Regions from separate parts of the Muntiacus reevesi genome. Here region 2 is linked to region 1. Evidence: chromatin contacts called from public Hi-C data. All regions are on one chromosome and are shown on one strand. Each heading gives the region's core, a stretch centred on a gene start, on an enhancer-like site or on the middle of the called end of the contact. The rest is flanking DNA. Distances are from core to core; before and after follow the strand shown. Region 1 holds the start of IARS2 (isoleucyl-tRNA synthetase 2, mitochondrial). Region 2 holds the start of RAB3GAP2 (RAB3 GTPase activating non-catalytic protein subunit 2).

Region 1 (7,203 bases), core at 2,983-5,482:
CCAAAGCATGATTTTGAGTAAACAACGAAAACATTAAAGTATAAAAATAAAACATGAGTGAAATGTTTTATAAATTTGGAAAAGAACTTTTAAACATGACTAAAACCAAGAATCCACTATAGAATAAATTGATAAATCTGACAGCATAAAAATTAAAACGTTTATATAACCAAAATACCATAAACAAATAGATGAGTGACAGGATGAGAAAAAATTTTGTATTACATACTAGACAAATGAACTAATTTTTGTTAAAGGGCTTACATATATCAATGCACAAAAGATGAATAATCCAATAAAATTGGGTAAATGACACCAATAATAGGCAATTCTTAGAAAAATTAAAGTAAAAGCCATTAAATCGTGACATGTTCAAGTGTTAGTCACTCAGTCATGTTCAACTCTCTGTGACCCCATGGGCTGTAACCCACCAGTCTCCTCTATCCACGGGATTTCCAGGCAAGAATACTGGAGTGGGTTGCCATTTCCTCCTCTAGGGGATCTTTCCCACTCAGGGACAAACCCATCTCTTGCACTGCAGGCAGATTCTTCACATCTGAGCCACCAGGGAACCCACAACTTCACTAATTATGAAAGAAATGCAATCTAAACCAATGAGAAATGATTGTTCATTTGTAAGACAGGCATAGGTAAGAAAATTTGACCAGTGTTGGCTACAGTGTGAGGGAAAATCCTCCTGATCATTATTACCAACGATATAAAGTGGTGAAACCTCTTTTTTGAAAATCTTATGAGCAGTAAAATATACACACCTTTTAAACTAACAACTACATTTTCAGGGAATCCAAATATATTAAGGAAGTCTACAACCAGAAAAGACAGTAGGAAGAATGTCTGCTAATTTAATGAAATTTAATTTTAGGCGTAAGACAGTCTCTACATTTAAGTGTACTAAACACCGTCCAGGTTTGCCTTGTTATTTCAACAATATAGAGCCATAAAAAGACCCAGGGGCATGAAAATAATAGCATGGATAAAAAACCAAAATACTGACACTCAAGAATCTAGGTCCGAAGTTGAAGTATCTGGAGAGGCACCCTGGCTGACGTAATTTTTATTATTATTATTTTTTTACAAAAATCCCTTGAATCTCTTCGTATTTGTGCAGAGGGGTGGAGTTAAAAGGACGAATAAACTACTCAGATCTGCCTAAGGTCCTTGTGCTGACCCGAAGGGGAGAAAATTACTTACGGTGACAAGACTGGGACCAAGTCAGTCGAAACACCCTTCAGGGGTAACCAAAAAAGCTTTATCAGGCACCGGGGCCCGGGCAGCGCCCCGTACAGCGCTCACCGTCCTGGGATAGGTCACCAGGAGATGCAGAGCAAGCCTACCTCAGCTACTGAGCATGCGGGTAATTCGGCGCAGGCGCAGAACAGCTACTTGGCCGTCGCCGGCTCTGACTCCCACCTGCGGGAAAACTCCACTTGCCGGGTTTTCTTCGAGCTCTACGTAGGGGCCAGTCTCCTGAAGTCAAAACGAAAGGTGTATTAACTATTCAGGGATCATTCTGGCTTCCTCCAGTCCACTTTGTGCGCACAGTTCATCCTTAAGATATTCGTCGGGTTATTGATACCGCCCTGCGGCGGCGGGCCAGCTGCTTAACCCTCCAACCCTTGGGGTTCCTGGACACCCCCCACCTTTGCTCCCCTAAACAAGATTTTATGCAGAAGTATGTTATTAGCGCTTACTTTTTTTTTTTTTTTTAACCACTTACCAGATTCTTAAAAGTGCCTGTGACTCTTTCATTTGCCTGATGATAAGTCCTGGAAGATTTTCTCTCTTTCTGGTAGGATGTACCATATTAGTTTGTTTCTTTTTTTTCTTTTTGAGGCATTGGGGGAAAAAAAAAAACCTAATTACGATTTTTATTCCACTGCCAAAAGTTAAAAGAAGCTAAAACAAAAATTGTCTGTGTGTTTCTTTAGGCTGTATTTCTGGTGCACGGGAGAGCTGACCCGTGGTGAAAACAGCAGTTTTTTTTTTTTTTCCCCCAGTATTCAAAACCATGGCACTGTGATTAGAATATGACAGGATAAAATAATATGGCAGAGTTAATTGCAAACGTACCAGTTGTAACAATAAAGGTAAATTGTTTCAACTCATTCATTTAAAGACAAATTTTCTGATTCCTTAGAAAGCCAAACTCACTGTTTTATCAGAGTAGAATTCAGGGTAAGAAAAATTATCAAAGGGAACAGGGAGTTTGTATTGTTAAAGGTATCCTTTATATTAACAAAGCTACTTTATTTTTAAACATTTTAAAATTAAATAGATAACCCCTGACCACAGTCCCATGCTCAAAAAGAAAAAAACTGAAAAACCCCACAACCATCTGCTCAGGCCTTTGCTTTTTCCCCACTAGTTTCATATGCTTTCTTTTCACTGTTTTTTAAATTGAAGGAAGATTCATTAAATTCTATAGTGCTTTACAATTTTCAAAAATTTCATGCATAGTTTCTTATAATCCCATAATAACATTTTTCTCTCTACTGCTATATTGCCCCATCACTAGTTTTTCTATATTTATGTCTGCTTCTTCTCTGTTTTATTGACTAGTTTGTTGTATATTTTAGATTCTATATATAAATGATATCACATAATATTTGTCTTTCTCTGACATTTCACTTAGTATAATGCCCCACCAAGTTCATCCATGTTGCTGCAAATGGCAAAATCTCACTCTTTTTTAAGTCTGAGTAATATTCCATCATGTGGTGGGAGAAATATATCAATAACCTCAGATATGTAGATGTCACCATCCTTATGGCAGAAACTGAAAAGCCTCTTTTTTCTTTCCTTTTCTTTTTTTTTAAAGAGCCTCTTGATGAAAGTGAAAGAGGAGAGTGAAAAAGGTGGCTTAAAACTCAACATTCAAAAAACTAAGATCATGGTATCCAGTCCCATCACTTCATGGCAAATAGATGGGGAAACAATAGAAGCAGTGACAGAGTATTTTCTTGGTCTCCAAAATCACTGTAGATGGTGACTGCAGCCATGAAATTAAAAGATGCTTGCTTGGAAGAAAAGCTATGACCAACACAGACAGTATATTATAAAGCAGAGACATTACTTTGCCAACAAAGGTCCGTCTAGTCAAAGCTATGGTTTTTTCAGTGGTCATGTATGGATGTGAGAGTTGGACTATAAAGAAAGCTGAGCGCTGAAGAATTGATGCTTTTGAACTGTGGTGTTGGAGAAGACTCTTGAAAGTCCCTTGAACTGCAAGGAGATCAAATCAGTCAATCCTAAAGGGGAGCAGTCCTGAATATTCATTGGAAGGACTGATGCTGAAGCTGATCTCCAATCCTCTGGCCACGTGATGCAAAGAACTGACTAATTGGAAAAGACCCTGATGTTAACACTGATTGAAGGCGGGAACATTGAAGGCGGGAGGAGAAGGGATGACCAGAGGCTGAGACGGTTGGAAGGCATCACCGACTGGATGAACATGAGTTTGAGCAATTTCTGGGAGTTGGTGATGGACAGGAAAACCTGGCGTGCTGCAGTTTCCATGGAGTCGCAAAGAGTCTATCACGACTGAGCGACTGAACTGAACTGAGTTGGCAAATTGTAGTCCAAATGGATGCAGAAGGCAATGGCACCCCACTCCAGTACTCTTGCCTGGAAAATCCCTTGGACGGAGGAGTCTGGCGGGCTGCAGTCCATGGGTCGCTAAGAGTCGGACACGACTGAGTGACTTCACTTTTACTTTTCACTTTCATGCATTGGAGAAGGAAATGGCAACCCATTCCAGTGTTCTTGCCTGGAGAATCCCAGGGATGGTGGAGCCTGGTGGACTGCCGTCTATGGGGTCGCAAAGAGTTGGACACGACCGAAGCGACTTAGCAGCAGCAGCAGCAGCAGCAGTCCAAATGGACGGAGATACGCTATATGTGTAAATTACATAGCAATTTTCGAAGACCTGGAATGAAGAGAAAGAATGTGAAATATTATATTTATAATTTTATATGAATTACATGTTGAAGTGGTAACGTTAGTTATACTGGATTAAATAAAATAAACTTTAAAAGGAACGCGCGGTGACTGAATCGTGAGCTTGGGGCGCGGGCCACACCTCTTCCCGCTCTCATCAGCGCCGCTCCAGGGGCGGCTGCCGCCAAGATCCGGGTGTGTTTGGGTCCCCTGTCTCCCCGCCCCGCGCCGCGTCCCCGCCCCTTCCCCACCCCGCGCGCGTGCGCACTCCCGTAGGGCTCGCGCCCGTGCTCTGGGCTCCCTGTTCCCACAAAGCCCGGCCGGAGCCGAGGCCCCGGCGTCCACCTGGACCCTGGGGTTGGTCTGGCCCGCCATGCGTTGGGGGCTGCGCCCTCGCGGTCCGGGGGCGGCGGCCCTGGCCGCGGCCTGGAATTTGTGGGTGCCCCCACGCCTTCCTCGTCGGCCGCGCTGGCGAGGGACAACCGGGAGCCTTTTGGTGCGGTCAGTCACAGGGGCCAGTAACCAGCCGCAGAACTCGAGTAATGGCAGCTATCGGGACACGGTGTTGCTGCCGCAGACCAGCTTCCCCATGAAGCTGCTGGGCCGCCAGCAGCCCGACACGGAGCTGGAGATCCAGCAGGTACGGGCGGGCCTGCGGGCCGGGAGCGGGGCCTCCCTGGAGTCACGCCTGGGGCACCCACATCCCGGGCAGGGCAGGGCAGGGCAGGGCCCGGCCGCAGGCTCCAGACCCTCTTGGGCCAGAGGTGTTGCGATCAGACCAGTGGGAATCATGCACTTCCCACAGGTTGTACTGAGTGAAAACACAGGTGCGGAAACCTCTAGACAAGTCCCCTAGAGGTGGCGGGTTCCAGACCGGAATGCTAACCCGGGTCGCCGGCATTGTAGGCAGAGCCACCTACCGTCTGAGCCACCAGCAAAGTCCAGCGGTCAAACAGCTGTGCTCAGATAGCATGGATGGAATAGAAATTCCAGTTTTAGCTTACACAAAACTAGTCGAATTTGGACTCTTTTCCAGTGATTTGTTTAAAGTAAATTAACATGTACACATATAAAGATGCGATCATGAGAAGTTGAAGCTCACTTTTGTGGTATCAGTAGGTTGCTAGTTGGAAGGTGGCTTGTTTGAAGGGTTAAGTAGCCATGGTTACTTCATCTGAGTCCTCTTCCTCACCTGTGCCTCTGTCTCCTGTATTAAACTGAGCTTTCTAAGGCCAGAAATTCACTTGTTAGTTTGTGTAATTCTAGGGTCTTTACAAATCCCTGATATTTTGGATATCTTAGTTAAGTAAATATGCTTAGCTTAAATATTCTTATGACAGCTCTCAGAGTTCTAGACTCACAAACCTGTTTTGGCCATCTAGTTTTTTAAGTGTTCCGTCCAGTACTTTCAGTATTTCTGGAATTGTGACAGTTTCAGATATTTTCTTGTATAATCTTTACACCAGCTTGGTGGGTTGAGTATTATTAACTTTTTTTTTCAAATGAGGGGATAGTCCTACAAAGGCAAAGTGACTTGGCCAACATCACACAGAAGGTGAGGGAAGGGGAGTGGGGCTGCAGTCAGCGTTTTTCCAGACTGAGAGAGTAGCAAGTGTTGAGGCCATAGCATAGCAGGAGTAAGATATGAGAGAGAGAAAGTGTGTGTGTGTGTGTGTGTGTGTGTGTGTGTGTGTGTGTGTCTGAGAATTTTGTGTTGAGGCCATAGCATAGCAGGAATAAGATATGAGAGAGAGAGAGAGTGTGTGTGTGTGTGTGTGTGTCTGAGAAATTTGTGTTGAGGCCATAGCATAGCAGGAATAAGATATGAGAGAGAGAGAGTGTGTGTGTGTGTGTGTGTGTGTCTGAGAATTTTGTGGTATTAAACCTTTGTAGGCCTTCCCAGGTGGTGCAGAGGTGAAGAATTGCTTGCTGGTGCAGGAGACACACGTTCGATCCTGGGTTGGGAAGATTCCCCTGGAGGAGGGCATGGCAACCCACTGCAGTATTCTTGCCTAGACAGTCCCACAGACAGAGGAGCCTGGCAGGCTACAGGCCAAGGGGTTGCAAAGAGTCGGACACGACTCTCAGCGAATAAGCGCAAACCTTGTAGGGTCCTGTATACCTTCATAGAGAACTTAGACTTTCAACTGAAGTCTGCAGGGTATCTATTGAAAAGTTTTAAGAGATAAGTACTCAGATGTGTATCTTATTTATTTTTTGTGTTATTAGAAGGAGTAAAGTTTTTTTTTGATAAAACATTCTTAAATTTATTTTTTAATTGGAAGATGTGCATTTTAGAAAACTCACCTTGTGTTTTAGAGTTGAATATTTTGGAATGCGATAGGAAATAAGCAGGTGCTGAGTGTTACTTATGGCAAGATTCACGAGTATGTGTTTATGTGATGTGCAGAGATTATTGTTCTTTTTAAACAGAAATGTGGATTTTCAGAACTTTATTCATGGCAAAGAGAAAGAAAAGTGAAGACTGAGTTTTGTCTTCATGATGGACCTCCTTATGCAAATGGTGACCCTCATGTTGGACATGCTTTAAATAAGGTAATTATAATTTTGGTTATAAGATGTGAAGGAAAATCTTTATGTAAATACACTTTGGAAAAAAGTATATTCTGACTTTATGACAATATGTAAACTTGCATTGATATAAACTGAAATGTCTTAATAGAAAGTGTCAATGAACAGTTTTAGTACTGTGTGAAAACTAACATCACTGGTATTTGCTTTGAATTTATTTTACATTAATAAGTATCATTTTATTCAATAAATAATTAATGAGCATCTGTTATGTGCCAGATATTGTCTAGACTCTGGGAATAACAGTGAACAAAATAAGAATAAGTCCTGTCTTCATGGAGCTTGTGATCTAAACAGGAAGGCACAGAAAGATAAATAAGTAAAATGTTTAATATGGTAGATAGTTGCCATAGACTGAATGTTTGTCTCCCTCCCCCTGCAAATCGTATGTTGAAACCTAATCCCTCCATCAGTGGGCTTAAAAGCCCTAATTAAAAAGACCTCAGAGAGCTCCCTTGTCCCCTTATGCCATGTGAGGTTACAGTGGGAAAAATGGGGTCTATGAACCCGAAAGGGGTCCTTACCAGATACTGAATTTGCCAGCCCCTTGATCTTGGACTCCACAGCCTGTGGAATAGTGAGAAAGATATTTCTCCTCTTTATGCCACCCCATTTATGCTAATTCTCAGACACCCTGCTAATGTCCAAGAATTG
Region 2 (7,203 bases), core at 3,384-5,883, 150 kb after region 1:
TGCAACGAAAGATCCTTCATGATGCAAAGAAGATCCATCATGCAGCAACCAACAAGAGCAAACAAATATTTTTTAAAAAGATATATACTAAAAGCAAAACTATATAAGCTAAATAAAATGATCTCATGATTTCTATTTCTCAATAAAGTCATCACTCACAACACTAACAAAGTGAAGAAAAGCAAAACCAAATACCACCATCGCTTCATTTTTACAATGTAAATTTTCACCCTCACAAAAATATAGGTTCAGATTTTCTTAACGATGAACTCTTCACAAAGTCTGATGTTTTGTAAAAGATGGCCAGAGTGATTACTGAGATCTGTAAACCAGTCATTCCAAGAATTGCAAGTAAACTATTTACAACAGGACAAGCTATTTTTCAGACTTTCATTTCTAAATTAAAGCACCATTTTAACTGTAAAATACAGATCTGGCAAAGGGGTTCACTGATTAGGAGGTTCTTTCTCCACTTATTTTCCACTTGAATTGCTAGCAGCCGCAATAATACCAACATACGTATTCCAAAGAATTTTATTTAAAAGGGTAATAAATTAAATCGTATTTGGAAACCTACAGGCATGTTATAAATTAATCTGATGTCTAGGGTATGATTATATTCCCAAACGCCTGGATCAAATTCATAGCCTATGGCTACTCTTCACTGTGTGACCCTGCACAAGTATTCAATCTGTAGCTGCTCACATTTTAGCATTCATAACTGTGCCATACAACATGGCAGCCACCAGCCATATCTGACTACTTAAATTTAATTAAAATTAAGTAAAAGTAAAAATTCTGTTCCTCAGTAGCAACTGCCCTACTTCTACGGTTAGTTCTGGCAAGAAACGACCATACTGGACAATACAGACTTGGTGATGAACATAAACAAGATGAAATGACTGCAAGTAACAAATGAGAAAAGGGGAACAGTGATGTCTGTTTTAGATGACATACTCAAAAAAGGTCTCTCTGAGATGCACTGAGCATGCAAGGATCTGCAGAGAACATCCAAGGTGGGGACAAGAGCAAGGGCAACGGTCTCAGGTACAAACGACCTTGGTGGGTTTTCCTGGAGGCTCGGACGGCAGAGAATCTGCCTGCAATGAGGGAGACCCGGGTTCGATCCCTGGGTTGGGAAGATCCCATGCAGGAGGGCGTGGCAACCCACTGTAGTAGTCTTGCCTGGAGAATCCCATGGATAGAGCAGCCTGGCAGGCTCCAGTCCATGGGGTCGAAAAGAGCTGGACATGACTGAGCGACTAAGCACATCACAGCTTTAACAACAAAAGTGTCTGAAGCATAAGAAACAAGGGGAGAAGAGTATGAGGTACAAGAAGCAGCAGGAAGTGGCGCCTCTAAGCCACTCACATGGCGCCTTTAAGCCATGTGAGAACTTTGGATTTTATATTAACTGCAAGTGAAACCACAGACAGTTATAGAGAGAAGACTGTTATGATTAAATTGTTTAAAAGTTCACTTTGACAGCTTTTGGAACTAACTACAAGAAACCATTAACAAGTCTACAAATTAACAAGTCTAGAGAGGGTATGGAGAAAAGGGAACCTTCTTACCCTGTCAGTAGGAATAAAAGTTGGTTCAGTCACTATGAAAAACAGTATGGAGGTTCCTCAAAAAAAAAAAAAAAAAACCTAAAAATAGAACCGACTTATGACCCACCAGCAATCCCACTCCTGAGGATATACCCAGACAAAACTGTAATTCAAAAAGATACATGCACCCCTATGTTCACAGCAGCACTATGCGCAATAGCCAAGACATGGAAACAATCTAAATGTCCACTAACAGATGAATGGATAAAGAAAATGTGGTGTGTATATATAATACACACACATATATATACACACACAACAGAATAGTACTCAGCCATTAAGAATGAAATAATGCCATTTGCAAAATACCATATACCACTTACACGTGAAATCTAAAATACAACACAAATGAACATATCTACAAAACAAAAACAGACTTACGGACACAGAATAGACTTATGGTTGCCACAGGGGCGGGGGTTAGGGGCAGGAAGGATTGGGAGACTGGGATTAGCAGATGCAAACTGTCACACATAAGGAAAAAACCAAAACCAACAGTAGAAGCAGGAAGATCTATTAAAAGAAGAGTAGTCTCACTGAGTAGGTGAGAGAAGATGGTGGCCTGGACAAGGGGAGTGGCAATGGGATAGAGGAAATGTGTTCCTTCCTCTGCATCCTTTATCTACAGTCCTATGTCCAACATAGTTCACAACCTGGGTCCTTGGAATAGGCAAATTTATTTTTTAACTCCTCTCCTGCCGTTCCCCTGAAACTGTCCTAAGGTCCTAGTCACCTCCATCCTCCCAAAGCCAATGAACACTTTTCCATCCTCATCTTAGCTGATCTCTGCTGCATTCACAACTACTGACCACTCGTCCCTTGCATCAGATTCTCTCTCACTTCTGCGGCATTACTTTCACCTAGTTTTCCTCTCTTTCTGTTGTCTTCTTCCCATTCACCTCTATTTGACTTAAACTTGGCCTGCATTCATTTCACTATATTTATAACCGTTGAGACGGATTGACACTTTTTACTGGTAACTCCTGAGTTCACACCTCAAGGCCAGGGATCTTTATTAAGTTTTAGACCTGTTCGACTGGACACTGCATACATTTAAAACTGGACAAACTAGAAGCATTTAAGATGTAAAAGATCCAAAACCGATCTCCTTCATTCCCTTTCATTAGAAACTCTTGCCCAAGTCAAAAGCCAAAGGCATCCTCACCTCCCTCTCACTCACCAGCTACAACCCCCAGCACCAGATCTTCATTAGGTCCTGCAGATTCTATCTTAAAATCTTCCTGATCTAGCCGCTGATCTCAAGTCCTACTGAAGCTACTTTAGTCCATGCTTGCATCACTTTTGCATGGGTTACTGAAATATCCTCAGAAAGAAGTTCCCTGCTTCCTATCTCTCCTCCATACTGCTGCCAACACACTTAACAGGTATGTAAGAACTTTGCCGATTCCGTTAAGTACAAATTTCATCACATCATTCCTTTGTTTAATGTCTTCAGATGCATCTGACTCCCTTCCCAAGGCTTCTCATGATCATGCTCCTCATTACCTTCAAGGCTCTTTTCCTCACACCCTGCTCTTCAGTCATTCAGCCTTTCTTAGCTAAATACCATGCCATTTCAGGCCTCCCTTCCGCTACACGTGCTATTCCCTCTCCCCTATTCATCTAAGCACCACTTCAAAGGTAGACTTAAGTACCCCCACTTCAAGGACTGTATCTCCTAGTGCCATATGTATAAATATGGTTCACACTGTACGGTAGGGGTTAACTTATTTGTCCCAGTAAACTGTACTGCTCCTGAAGAGGACAGAGACCATCAGTCTCACTTGATTGGCAGCACCATCGACGGGCACAGAGCTAATATTCATAAACAGGTGTGATTTGATACCTTCTAAACTTTAAAAACGGAGAGAAACTTATTTAGTGGGCTTTTCATCACCATTCGAATATAGCACGAAGTAACTGGACACACGGCTTTGCAGTAAAATGGAAACACAAAACAACTGACACACAAAACAGCCCCTTTAAAAGGTAAAACGTAGGAAATTCTGAGGAATTCTGCAGCAGCTAATAAACAGACTTGGAGTTTTACACTACGTGGGCAAGTCACGCTGTTTGATGATAATAACAGGTAGAAGGCTTCTCGTCTCATTAACTTTTCATGACCAAGCTGCTGTGATTTTAACTCCTGATGGGGCTTCTCACTCCCCGACAGGTTATTTTCCTTTATTTGGGAGCCTCCAACTCACCACCTAAGGAGTCTCTCACTTGTCAATCACTTATTTTCTAAACCTGAATGGGAAGAAAGGGGATGGAAGAAGGCAGAGTGTGGGCGATGACAGACACTTTCGGAAAGGGAAACAGCAGAAGGCCACACAGTCCCAAACACGGAGGAGCATGGGATGGGGGTTCAGGCGAAACCAGGCTAGCGTGCTGACAGCTGGCGAGGAGTGGGGGGGAGGATGCGATCCCGGGGCAGGAGGTGTGGAACCGGGGACCCCGGACGGAGGGAGGGGAGACGGAGAAGAGACTCAGAGAGAAAACTAGGAGTTGGGGGGTGGGGAAGTGGGCTAGGCAGAGAGCAGAGCAAGCTAGACGCAGTGTTTGGCCAGAGGGCGGAGTGGCTTAGGCGAGAGGAAGACAACACCGACGCAGTCGGGGCAGGCGGACGCGGCTTCAGGACCCACGTCAGGGGATCCGCGCGGAGAGGAAAGGGGAGGCGAGGGAGGAACTAGGAGCGCCGGGGCGGGCAGGAGACCCGAGCCCGCCGCGCTAGTCCCGCGGGCGGAGGCGGGGAAGGGAGCAGCGAGGCGGGGGCACTTACTGGGGTCCCTCCTCACGGCGCCGCTGGGGGTCTCCTCCCGCAGATGAGGGAAGAGGAAGTCCCGGGCGGCCTGGAGGTCCTGGAAGGAGCAGAACTGGACAATGGAGCAGGCCATGGCTCCGGGAACCCCACTGGGGCATTCACCTTACCTCACCACGCCCTGCCCCCGCCACCCCGCCGCGGTTCCAGCCGCCACCGCGGAGCCCAGAGAGCTTCAGCCGCGCAGGGGGCGGGGAAACCAAACCGGAAGCTGTCAGCGCCCTCGGTTCCGCCGCCCGGAGCACTGCGCGTGCGCGGGACAGCCTAGGCGCCCTGGCGGGCGCGGCCCGGATCACGTGACCGGCGGCGCCCGAAGGGTGTAACGTCGCGGTGGAGGCCGGGATCCGGCTTCAGTCCCGGTTCTGTATCCGTAGCGGGGTTGAACCCTTTTATTCATTCTGGCTTTTAGCCAGAGGTGACCTCATTGGACGTTGTCCGCGCCGGGCTTTGAGTCATTTAACCAGTCTTCTAGATGGCTTGCTAGAGAATAATACCTGTTAAGCTACTGCCAGGCCAGTGGGGGACGGTATCATGCAAGTATCTGAGTTTCAAAAGATTAATTTCTCTTCTGGAAGTCAGCCCCGTCAAGCCTAGTTTTAAACGGCTCATATAAATTCTCGTCACACTATGCACGCCTAATACTGTGCGTATTATACTGTATTGCAGTCTTGTTTTTCGACATCCATTTGCTCTTTGATTCGTTTCTCCGTCCATTCAACAAATAACATTGCTCCTCTTCTGTGTCAGGCACGCAAGGCTTTGAGTATAAAGCAGAGACCAAAAGAGGTGAAATACTTGTTCCATGGAGCTTAAAATTATGGTGGTTGATATGGATAGTAAGCTATTAATTAACTATATAGGTGGCTCAGAGGTTAAAGTGTCTGCCTGCAATGCGGAGACCCGGATTCGATCCCTGGGTCGGGAAGATCCCGTGGATAAAGAAATGGCATCCCACTCCAGTATCCTTGCCTGGAGAATCCCATGGAAGGAGGAACCAGGTAGGCTACAGTCCATGGGGTCGCACAGAGTCGGGCACGACTGAGCTACTTCACTCACTTCACTCATGATGATGCTAGGAAAAAAAGAAGTAAGTTCGTACATAGCATAACAAGGAATCTCACTTACTTGTTTTTTTGTTTGTTTTGTTGGGATGGAGGTGTTGCCAATTTCAGGAACAGGCTTCATTGTAAACTCCTGAAGGTTGGGATGTCATTTTGTGTCCTTTATATTCAGTGTCTGTCCCAGGACTTGGCACATAATGTGCAATAAGTATTTCCTGGAGGAATAAATGGAATGTGTACATAGGGTAAGTAGAAAAACCCACTTCTTTTACAAAGCACTTCATATTTTTTAAAGTATTTTCCCACACATTGTCAAGGTAGGTTGTCACAGTGCCATCCTGAGTGTGTCTTATCTGTTTTTTTTAATGAAGAAATATATCTGTGTGTCTCCGAGAAGAACCTTTTGTTATTCAGTTGCTAAATTGTGTCAGACTATGCAACCCCATGGACGACAGCTCGCCAGGCTTCCCTGTCTTTCACTATCTTTCTGAGTTTGTTCAAGCTCAGGTCCATTGAGTTGGTGATACTGTCTAACCACCTCATCTTCTGTCGGCACCTTCTCCTCCTGCCCTTTCCCAGCATCAGGGTCTTTTCTGATGAGTCAGATCTTCGCATCAGGTGGCCAAAGTATTGGAGCTTCAGCTTCAGTCCTTCCAATGAATATTCAGGGATGATTTCTTTAGGATTGACTGGTTTGATCTCCTTGCTGTCCAAGGGACTCTCAAGAGTCTTCTCCAACATCACAGTTGGAGAGCATCTATTCTTTGGCACTCAGCCTTTATGGTCCAACTCTCATCTGTACATGACTGCTCAAAGAGAAGACCCTTTAAGCACATTTAAATGATTTTTCTAAAAAGTAAAAGCTGAAAAAGATAACATTCCTTCTTGATCTCATAAGGGATCACATGGCACTTACATCTGGATTATGTAAGCTATCAATAATATGTCATTTTGTTGCAGGAAAAGGGACCCCTTCCAGGGCCCAAGAATGGGCTCTCTCTGACACATGGAAGTGAATTGTCTGAGGAAACACAGGTGTTGACAAAGTAAGAGACTTTATTGGGAAGGAGTGCCCTGGTGGAGAGCCGCAGGGTGAGGAAACCCAGGAGAACTCTTCGGCCATGTGGTTCACAGTCTTGGGTTTTACGGTAATCTTGTTGGTTTCAGGTTGTCTCTGGCCAATCACTCTGACTCAGGGTCCTTCCTGGTGGTGTGCCCATCACTCAGCCAAAATGGATTCCAGCAAGCAAGTTTCTGGGAGGGTGGCAAGACACATGCACTGGAGTCTCGTCTCTCTTCCTGACCTCTCATGAATTCTTCTGGTTAATGGTAGCTTGTTAGTTCCTTGTTCCTAACCAAGACCTCCTTTTGTAAGGATAACTCATGCAAGTGATTACTATGGTGCCGGGCCAGGGCAAGCAATTTTAGTTGGTAGTACCCCTAACAATTTGATGTTACCAGCCTTCTGTCTCAAAAAACATATAATGTTGCCTTGACTTCTAATTAGTGGAACAGTTCTCAGAGTTTTCTCAGATGCTGTTCCCAGGTAATAATCCTCATATACAGCTCAAATAAAATTTTTCATTTGTTTCCTAGATAGATGGACTAATTTTTCATTGCCTGTTTATTAAAATAATAAAGGAATTATTTTAATATTACCATAAAGCAGTGTGGACACTCACATACTTCCCAAAGTAAACCTAAAGTG

What was found. A called contact is a pair of places that touch in the nucleus more often than the background predicts.
Region 2: a contact with region 1 is called in a Hi-C map of blood, with 1.9 times the contacts expected there. The contact joins the promoter of RAB3GAP2 here to the promoter of IARS2 in region 1. A contact is called at or near these places in 2 of 3 Hi-C or Micro-C datasets (blood and muscle).

Annotation. Positions count from the first base shown.
Region 1 is chr5:70,618,999-70,626,201 of mMunRee1.1, forward strand. IARS2 (isoleucyl-tRNA synthetase 2, mitochondrial) reads left to right here and starts at 4,233. Exons shown (of 23, transcript XM_065938358.1): 1 at 4,233-4,597; 2 at 6,391-6,513. The coding sequence starts at 4,331. BPNT1 (3'(2'), 5'-bisphosphate nucleotidase 1) reads right to left here and starts at 1,488. Exons shown (of 10, transcript XM_065938351.1): 1 at 1,356-1,488.
Region 2 is chr5:70,766,081-70,773,283 of mMunRee1.1, forward strand. RAB3GAP2 (RAB3 GTPase activating non-catalytic protein subunit 2) reads right to left here and starts at 4,634. Exons shown (of 35, transcript XM_065938357.1): 1 at 4,396-4,634. The coding sequence starts at 4,510.